2 separate regions of the Pelodiscus sinensis genome follow, and region 1 is linked to region 2. Evidence: chromatin contacts called from public Hi-C data. All regions are on one chromosome and are shown on one strand. The core of a region is the stretch at or near the end of the contact, and the rest is flanking DNA. Distances in the headings are between cores, read along the strand shown. Region 1 holds the start of SSBP2 (single stranded DNA binding protein 2). Region 2 holds the start of ATG10 (autophagy related 10).

Region 1 (5,141 bases), core at 1,647-4,146, 140 kb after region 2:
ATAAATAGTGAGTTCTCTAAAGAATCTGTATTGGGATCTTTAATATCAGCATATTTATAAATGATCCGGCAACAGGGGCATATAGAGTGAGGTGGTAAAGTTTGCAGATGGTACAAAATTACTCAAAATAGTTAAGTCCAAAACAGACTGTGAAGAATTATAAAGGGACCTCACAAACTGGGTGAAAGACCAAGAAAATGGCAGATCAAATGCAAAGTAGTACACATTGGAAAACATAATCCCAACTATTCATGCAAAATGAGAGGGTCTAAATTAGCAGTTACCACCCAAGAAATATATTTTAGAGTCACTATGGATAGTTCTCAGAACACATATGCTCAATATGCAGCACCAGTCAAAAAAGCTAACAATGCTAAGAACAGAAGAATTAGAAAAGAGCTGGATAATAAGAGAAAATATCATAATGACACTATATAAATGTATGCTATGCCCAAACGTTGGGCCCACCTGGTTGTCCCATATTAAAAAAAATCAAACATGTATGAGAGTGGGGAAAAGGACAGATAAGGACAGATAAGAGCAACAAAAATTATTAGGGGTATGGAACAGCGTTCATAGGATGAGATTAAAAAGACTGGGACTGTTCAGCTTGGAAAAGATACAATGGGAGTGGGAAGGATACAATATGCGACTATAAAATCACGAATGGTGTGGAGATAGTTAATAAGTGTTATTTACCCCTTTACATAACCAAGAACTAGGGGGCACTCAATGAAATTAATAGGCAGCAGGATTAAATTGAACAGCAGGAAGTACTTCTTCTCATAACACACAGTCTATCTGTGGAACTTGTTGCCAGCAGGAGTTTTGGAAGAATTGGTACAGTGGAGGTGCTGAGAGTCACTGACTCAAACAGTAAATCCTGCATATCATAGAAACCAAGCCAAGGGGTGCATTAGCACCCCAACTTCTAGCCATGGTTGCCAGGGGTGTTGTGAAGAACAAAAATATAACTGGGTTAAAAAAAGAATTAAGTTCATGGAGGATAAATCTATCAATGGCTATTAACCATGAAGGTCAAAAACACAACCTACCCCACATTCTGGGTGCTCCTAAACCTCTGGCTGTTAGTGGCTGGACTGAATGAAAGGGGATGGATCATTTGATAAATTGCCCTGTTCTGTTCAATTCCTGTAAAGCATCTGGCAACAACCACAGTGAAACCCGGTATGACTGCTTGTGTTATTAATCACAATGGGGCCCCGATTCTGACTGAAAATTCTGGGTCTACCATAAGACAATAATAATAATAATAATCACATTTTCCTTTTAAAATGATGTCACTGCTATACTTTAAAAAGTACATAATATCTCTTAATATTATTTATATGGGGGATTACCAAAACTGTTCTAAATCCTTCAGTTTTGGTTCACAAGAAATTGTGTGTTGAGACTCTTTTCTTTGTATAATTGGAAGAGGGGGGTTACAGTTGCTGCTGCTCTCCACAGGCAGACCAGGGCTAGACTGTTGTTCATATCTATCAAACACCCTCCATTAGGTAATACAGTATTGCCATATAGTATTGCCAACGCCAAATATGAAAAATCATGAACCAGATCCCAGAAGAAGACTATCCAGAGTTGTAATAGTAAAGTGCTTAAAAAAAAGTTTTGGAAGAGGTAGGGGTCTGAGGCTGGTCATGCTGGTGGCAGAGCAGTGGGTGGGGGGAAGTAAGGGGGTGTGTGAGGCTGGTTGTGCTAGTCACTGAGAAGTGTGGGAGGAAGGGAGGCTGAGCCAGCCTGTGCTGGGGGCTGGCAGGAAAGGTGTGTGTGTGTGTGTGGGGGGGGTGGCTGTACAGTGAGGGGGGCTGAGCAACAGGGGGCCTCATCTGGGGGAGCTGAGCAGCAGAGGGTCTGCACTGTGTGTGTGTGGAGCTGAGCAGTAGAAGGGCTGAGACTGGCTGTGGTGGGGGCTGAGCAGTGGGGGCTGATCTGGGGGAGCTGAGCAGCAGGGGAGCAGGACTGAGGCTAGCCTGGGGGGCTGCACTATGTGTAGGGGGCTGAACAATGGAGGGGACTGAGACTGGCTGTGGTGAGGGCTGATCAGTAGGGATCTGATCTGGGGGAGCTGAGCATCAGAGGGGCTGAAGCTAGCTGGCGGGGCTATGCTGTGGGGGGGGGGGACTGAGCAATGGGGGGGCTGAGACTGGCTGTAGTGGAGCCTGAGAAGTGGGGGGGCTGATCTGGGGGAGCTGGGTAGTGGGAGGAGTGAGGCTAGCCTGGGGGGGGAGGCTGCACTGCGTGTGTGGGAGCTAAGCATTGTGGGGGCTGAGACTGGCTGTAGTGGGGCTGAGCAGTGAGGGCTCATCTGGGGGGAGCTGAGCAGCATGGGGGGCGAGGCTAGCTGGGGGGCTGAGCAGTGGGGGGGGCGCTGAGACAGGCTGTGGGGGGAGCCGAGCAGCGGGGGGGGGGCGAGGCTAGCTGGGGGCGCGCTGTGTGCGGGGGGGGGTCTGAGACTGGCTCTGCTGGGGCTGGATGTGGGGGAGGTTGAGTCTGGCTCGGGGCCTCACTCCCCCGCTGAGCATCAGGGCCGGGGTGCGGCGCGGTCTGTGGGTGGACGAAGGGACGGGGCAGCCCGGGCTGCCGCCGGCTGATCACATGCCGGGGGCAGAGCGGCCTGAAGCGGCCCGTGCCGCGGGCTGGGCGAGAAGGGGCCCGAAGCTGCCGGGTGCCGCTGGCTGCGGAGTCCAGTCCGCACTTTCCCTCTCTCCCCAGCGTTCTCCCTCTCCGGCAGCGGCGGCGGGGGGGTGCCGAGCGCACAGAACAGCCAGTTGTTTAAAATCCTTCTAGAACCGTTTCAAATTCCCCCTTGCGCCGGGGAAGGGAGAGCGCGAGAGGGGAGGGGGAGGAGGAGCCGAGGGGTGGGGGAAGCGGGGAGGAGGAGAGAGCAGCCTGTCCTGGTGTCTGCCTGTCAGTCACTGTGTGGAAGGCGTGCCGGAACGTGCAGCGGGCCAATGGGGTGTGTGTGTGGCAGCGTCTCCATGGTGACGGGGCTGTTCCCGGGGAGGCTGTGATGGGTTGACAGGTGCGTGACAGTCGGAGCTCTCTGCAGGCATGTACGGCAAAGGCAAGAGCAACAGCAGCGTCCCGTCCGACAGCCAGGCCAGGGAGAAGTGAGTACAGCCCGCCGGACCGCACAGCCGGACTGGGCGGGGGGCGCACACACCCGCACAGACCCTGCCCAAAGTAACTTTCCTGCTCGCCGGAGAGGGGCCGCGCGCGCTGTCGGAGCCGGCGGGAGCCGGAGTGGGGCGCCAGGGTTGGGGTGCGCGGGACCCGAGGGTTAGCAGTTGGGTGCACCACCCCCTCGGGGGCAGCGGGGCCGGGGCGTATGTGAGCCGCGGGTGGCGGAGACAGGAGTGTCCGAGTTGCCCGCGCTTGGCGGGGCGGTGGGACAGGAAGCTCCTGAACCCCCTCGCCCGTGGCGGGGTGAAAGGCAGGTGCTGGCTGAGCCCCGCGCATTGTGGGGCGGGGGTGCAGCGCGGACGAAGGCTGAGCCCCTGGCTTTGGAGGGGCAGGGTGAAGGGCAGGGAGGGGCAGGCCGGGGCAGGTCCCCCCCTCCCGTGCCCCGAGGGGGTCTGTGCCGGTGCGAAGAGTTGGACTAACTTTGGTAACAAAGAGCCTAGCCTGTGCTGCCGGGGGCTGAGCCGCTGTGGGGCTCCCGCGGGGGCAGGAGAGGTAGAAACCGAAGAGCCCTGTGCTGCCTGTAACTCGCAGCTCTCAACTTTTTATCAGGACCTAATGTCTCCCCCGTCCTTTCTAGTCAGAGCCCTGATCCCGTCTCCCAGCCACATCCCTCCCTAGCATAAGAGCAGGACAGAGAGTCAGTGTGTGGAGAGGAAGAGCGTGTGTGTGTGTATGTGTGTGTGTGCGCGCGCTCATTGTTCTTTAGAAGTGAAACTGGGATTGTTTTGGGTGGGGAAAAAGGATTAATGGAGATGTTGCGGTTTCAGGAGAAGGAGGAAAAGGAGGTTGTGTTGAAGGAATAGAGATAGTAGGAGGGCCTGTTGGTTTGAGGAAGAAAGGGACATGTTTAAAAGGTTTTGGTGGGGGCTTTTGCATAGTTCTGGATACCTGGTGGGATGGTGCCATCAGTGCAGCTAGTGACAATTTAGATGGAGAAGGAAGGATCTCTTGTTCTATGCAATGAGGCATCTCTTTCCCTGTGTTCCCAAAATACATGTTAAAGGGCACCAAGAACTTAAATTGACTAATATTAAATTTTTTGAGATGCGCCTTTAAATATCATATCTTGATCTTTTAAAAAAACATTCTTTAAAATAAATGGTACAGCTATGCTTCTGTTCACTTGTTTATGTTTACAAATATCTTTTCAGAGAGGAAGAAACTAAGTGTACAGGGGAAACAGTGAAACTAACTATTTATAGCATAACCAAATGCACAAAATAAATAAACTGGAAAAATATGGAGAAATAAAGTGATTTGGGTAGCCTCCTTCAGTAATGGTATTGTTAGATATTACTTGCAATTGTAGTAGGTACAGCATGCTGAGACAGAAATTTGACTTTCAAGTTGATGGTGTCCCTTTAAGTTTGCTGTTCTTGCATTATTGAGATTGGTGAAGCACAGACAGGAGGTGTTTACTCAGAAGGAGGAGGAAGAGCCCCTTGCGTTATGGGCTAAGCTGCTAAGTGCAGCTGAGGGGGAGAAGGAAGTGTATAGTAGTTGGCTTCAGTTCTTCTGACCAGGACCATTCAGTCTGTTTGTTGCAGCCTGTGAAAGCTCAGGATAAAGCTGTTGAGGGGGGTTAGAGGACCTCCATTAAGAAAAATTATTTGTATATATCTTGTGCACTAATGACATTGCATCCCCCCCCTCCCACCATACAGAATTGCATTTCACATGAAAATGGATAGTCCAGGCATGACTGCTGAGTTTTTCTTCAGGCAGTTTGTCTTGAACCTTCACCTAAAAGTTTTCCTTGTTGCAAGCATTTTAAAGAGGAGTAGCACTTCCTAATTCCAGAGGCTGGCATAAACACACTTCCTAGAGCAGTAGCAGACCAGGCATCTTTTCTGAAAGACACAAGGAGAGGAAGATGCTTGAAGAGATTTTAAGCACTGTTATTGTATGACTTTTGGGAACTATATGTATAACTT
Region 2 (4,567 bases), core at 1,744-4,243:
CAGAGCAGCCTCTCTCCATGGGGAGTCCAGCTTGCTGTAGACAGGGACTGCTCCGGAGGGAGCTGGGAGCCAGCGGCAGCCCCAGTGTGACCCAATATTAACCGGTTAACTGATTAATGGGAATTTACATCCCTAATGTGATGTACTGCAACTTCATTTTTTGACGTTACTGCAAAACTATCAAGTGTCTGCATTTCCACAAGCCAGAATGACAATTCTGAACTAACCATGACAATTACAAGGTGGAGAACTAACACTCACTATCAGGGCTTGAAAGGTACATTTCCCATGGAGGTCAATGGCGCTGGACTATTTTATATGTAAAGCTACTGTGAAATGTACATGTCAATACTATGATGGCAATGCCTGTATTATGTAAATAATACCTAATATTAGTTGCCAAATGAAACCACTTCCCAACCTGCTTACAAAAGGCCTGATCTAATTTAAACTTTAAGCTAGGATTGGGCCCAAAGCAATCTGTTGATATTACCTGAAAAGATCCAATTAACATTTAATCACCCTTCAAAAATATAAGGGACCAATCAGTAAAAGCCCCACTGCTTGGTACAGGTGACCTTTGAAGGAGATTGGAGAGACTTTGAATTTACTTCTTTTGACAGCAGTGCTTTCTTTCATTGGATGTGGGGTCTTTAGCACAGGTTTCACTTTGGGTATCAGAATAACTCAGAAATGTGTTGTCACAATTAACTCATTTCAGGTCTAGATAACGTGCAGCCCAAAGAGAATAAATCCCCTGAAACTGGAAGTCAAAACATCTCACCTCTTCAGAGCTCAGAAAGGGCTTGTTTACTCAGACACACAAATCATAACAACACGCTCTGTAGAGACAGGATACATCCTGCCTCTCTGTGGATGCACCAAGGCTATGTCTACACTCACAGCTTCTTGCGCAAGAAATATGCAAATGAAGCTAAGCATGGAATATCCCCGAGCCTCATTTGCATACCTAATGAGCTGCCATTTTTGCAGAAGAGGCTCTTGTGCCAGAAGGAGTTGTCTACACTGCCCAATGCCGCTATGCTGATTATTTTCAGGAATAACGGCATTGCGCAAGAGGGTTTTTCTTGCGCCAGAAGGGGCAGTGTAGACAGCTCCTTCTGGCGCAAGAGCCTCTTCTGCAAAAATGGCAGCTCATTACATATACAAATGAGGCTCTGAGATATTCACTTAGCCTCATTTGCTTATTTCTCGCACAAGAAGCCACAAGAGTAGACATAGTCCAAGTGTTTTCACAAGACATCTTAAGAGGTTGTTTAAATCATCAACTGCTTGGATGAGTAAGACTCACAAAGTGTCTGTCCATCACCCACACAGGAGTGATGGTGATTTCACTGTGCTAACAGACCTGATCTCTCTGTGGGTTCTTGTGGAGCAGCAAGGAGTCTGCAGCAGTCTCTTGAGGGTGAGGGGCAAAGGGGAGACAGGAGTTACCTCTATTTCAGTGGTTCTCAAACTTTTGGGCCCTTGACTCAGTGTAAACCTTTCTGCAAACCATCAATTGGTAATGGAAACTCACCGCTAATTACACAATTATGCTTGAGTCATTTTGCTAGCGCTGCAGCTAGGGAGAACGGTTTAATTTAAATTATTAAACAGATTAGGCGGTTTAACTTTCTCATGTTTGTTTATCAAACTTCGTTTTAAATAAAGTAAAATATTAATTTATGTTCAATATCTTCTTACTTATGGTAGGGGTAGGCAATCTTTTTTGAGTCAGGTGCCACTGACACACAGAAAAATCAGCTGGGGGGTCACAAAAGCGAAAAGCAAAAAAACACCTCCTAAATCCTCCAACGTGCACTGAAGTGGCCCCCTCGCTCAACAACTCACCCCTCTGGTGCTCCAGCCCCATGGATGAGTGGAAGGGACATGGAGGACTGAGGTTCTGGGCTTCCCATAGGCCAGATCCACTTTTCTGGGGTTCCAGACTTAGTGGCTTTTATAGGCCCCTTTACACTCTGGGGTAGGGACAAAAATTAGGGTTCAGCATGTAGGACAGGGCTGCCAAGTGTGACAGAGATGGGGTGCAGGATCTGGGAGGATGGTGTGGTACAGGAGTGGGAGAGGTTGTGAGGTCTGGGTAGGGTGTCTGGCCAGGCAAAGGGGGCAGGAACAAGGGAGGGTGCAGTGTGTGGCCAGGAAGAAGGGTGCAGGATCAATTGTGGACAAAGGGGCAGGGTGGGGATAGGTGTTTGGCCAGGCGGGAGGATGCAGGAACAACAGAGGGTGTCAGCATCAGCTGGGGGTAGGGAGTCTTGGAGGGGGTGGGAGGGCAGTGAGTGAGCACGAGTGAGGTGTGGGAGTCTGGGCAAGAGGGGGGGGACGCTTACCTGGCTTCATACCACCTGTCAGTGGGGAAAGCTTCCGGACAGCGTGCTGCCATTCGCTCAGCAGGGTGGGGGGGAGGAGGAGGGAGAGGAAGCTCAGCCCTGCTGCAAGCAGCCCACACAACCACAAGGCTGGAGCACCTGCTTTGGCTTCCCATTATGAGGAGGGCGGGGGGGGGCGGTTGAAGGGGGTGTGAAGAAAGCCCCCACCCTGCCAGACCCGGCTTGCGGAGCGCGGGCGGGTCTGTGCATTGCCACTCCCCCAGCAGGGTGGGAAGCGGCGGGGGGAAGGGCGGTGAACATCTCACACCGGCAGAGCCCGAACGTACCCCGCTCTGCAGCGCTCCAAGCGGGCTCTGCGCGGCCCCTGCTGCCGGGGCAGTTCCAAGGAGCAGCTCGCCGGGTTTATCCTCCGGCCAGCACCCCTCCCCCTCCGGCAGCGATGGCGGCCGCCGTGCAAAGAAGAAGCGGGCGGAGGGAGGCGGCGGCGTGGCCACGCACGGCTGAGGCCGTCCCGCAGCGGGAGGGAAGGGTCCACGTGGTGGCGGGGGCTTGCCGGAGGGCGGCGCACGCTGCACGGGAGCCCTGGAACCTGCGCGCCAGCGGAAGCCGCTCGGCCTGCCCGTGCAAAGCCCCAAGGGAGCGGTGATGCACTGGGCAGAGGCGGGGTGTTGCTGCCCAGCCTGGCGCTGCGTGTCTGAGCAAGGGAGGGAAATGGCGGTGCCAGTAATAGTCCGATCCGAATGGGCTGCCCGGGACATTTCCCTGCTTCATAGGGACACCGGGACAGGACATTTAAAGCTGTTAGGGAATCCCTAGAGCGGAAGAAGAAAGGGAAGGCGCCACTGTAGGGTTGCCGGATGGTCTCAACAAAAACACCGGACACACTTGACATTACATCACAATCTACATTACTTCTTATTGAGAAAATACCGGGCATTTCTATTTTCTCAATTTGTTTCCTGAACAGGAAGCTCAAATACTGGACTGTCTGGTTCAAAACTGGACACCTGGCAACTCTAGGAGCTAGACATCTGGCTAGGAAGAATACAAAGGAAAAGGAAAGGGAGATGAGCCCTTCGCCCACCAGAGGCAAATTACACATGGTAGAAAAGCAGGCACGCCGCAGGGGAAACACACACACGGAGAAACGGGTGTCAGTGTCCTCGCGGTTGGGGAAGGGAGGGAGCAGCGCACTGCTCTACACAGCCACATATCGCGCCTCGCCTCCCCTCCTCCTGCTAGTCTCAGGTGGGACACGCAGCAAGCTCCACCTCTCCCCGCTCCACAGGGTGATGGCCCAGCACGTTACCTAGCCAAGGGCAGGGAGGGACTGCATGGAAGCCAGGTGCACTCACAGCCTTTATGAGCCGCAAGTCATCGAGCGCAATCGTCACCTGACAGCTTTTCTGCGTGGGCAGGTTTGGGCGGGGTACAAACCCCTATTGGTGGCAGGAGGCGTTCGTGAGAATGGACCCCGGGGCCGTGTGAATGGAAAAGCCCTGTCCCCTTCAAAACGATTACCCACTGGGCGGGGAGAGAGAGCGTAGGCATTAGCAGGAGGGAGCAACAGCTCCAGCCTTTGCACGCCAGTTGGGCAGCCCTAGGCCCACCTTCTCCTTGGCACGGGACATGCCGAACTGCGGGATTGCCTGGCCCGAGGCCCAACCAAACTCCTTTCCGGCCCCACCCAGCGTGCAGTGCAATCAGTGAACACTCTTGCGCGCGGCTCACATGGGAGGTGGAGGGCGGGCACGGAACGCACTTCTCTGTTGGTGGCAGTCCTGAGGTGAGCTTGGTGCTGGGGCGGGCGGAAGTTGCGCTTCATGAAGAAACGTGGCCCCACAGGCTCTGCCTTCCCTCGGCCTAAGCCCCGATGCCGCGCTTCAGAATGGAGGCTCAATAGAGTCACATCTGCCACCAGCAGCTTCAGAGAGCTCAGACCTGTGACTCCTGCCTTGTCCCATGTGAGCAAAGCACAGAAGATGTGAGCCGTGGTAATTATTTTTTCTGTGTGAGGAGTTATTTTTTTTAAAAGTGCCCTGCAGCCCTTGAAACTGAATCCTCTGTCAGTTCCCACAACACTTCTGTGAATAAAGATTTACTTGCTGTTGCTCACATCCTTCCGGGCAGTGGGCAGCAGGTGGGGTAGTGGTGCAGGAATCAGGGCAGTAGTTGAGACTTCAAGAGTCAGGGCAGGGAGTGGGAGATGTGAG

The links. Hi-C and Micro-C count contacts between places; a contact is called where the count stands out from the background.
Region 1: a contact with region 2 is called in a Hi-C map of blood, with 3 times the contacts expected there. The contact joins the promoter of SSBP2 here to the promoter of ATG10 in region 2. A contact is called at or near these places in 2 of 5 Hi-C or Micro-C datasets (blood and an unstated tissue).

Annotation. Positions count from the first base shown.
Region 1 is chr6:80,269,309-80,274,449 of ASM4963464v1, forward strand. SSBP2 (single stranded DNA binding protein 2) reads left to right here and starts at 2,897. Exons shown (of 17, transcript XM_075932203.1): 1 at 2,897-3,134.
Region 2 is chr6:80,134,089-80,138,655 of ASM4963464v1, forward strand. ATG10 (autophagy related 10) reads right to left here and starts at 2,994. Exons shown (of 8, transcript XM_075932200.1): 1 at 2,681-2,994.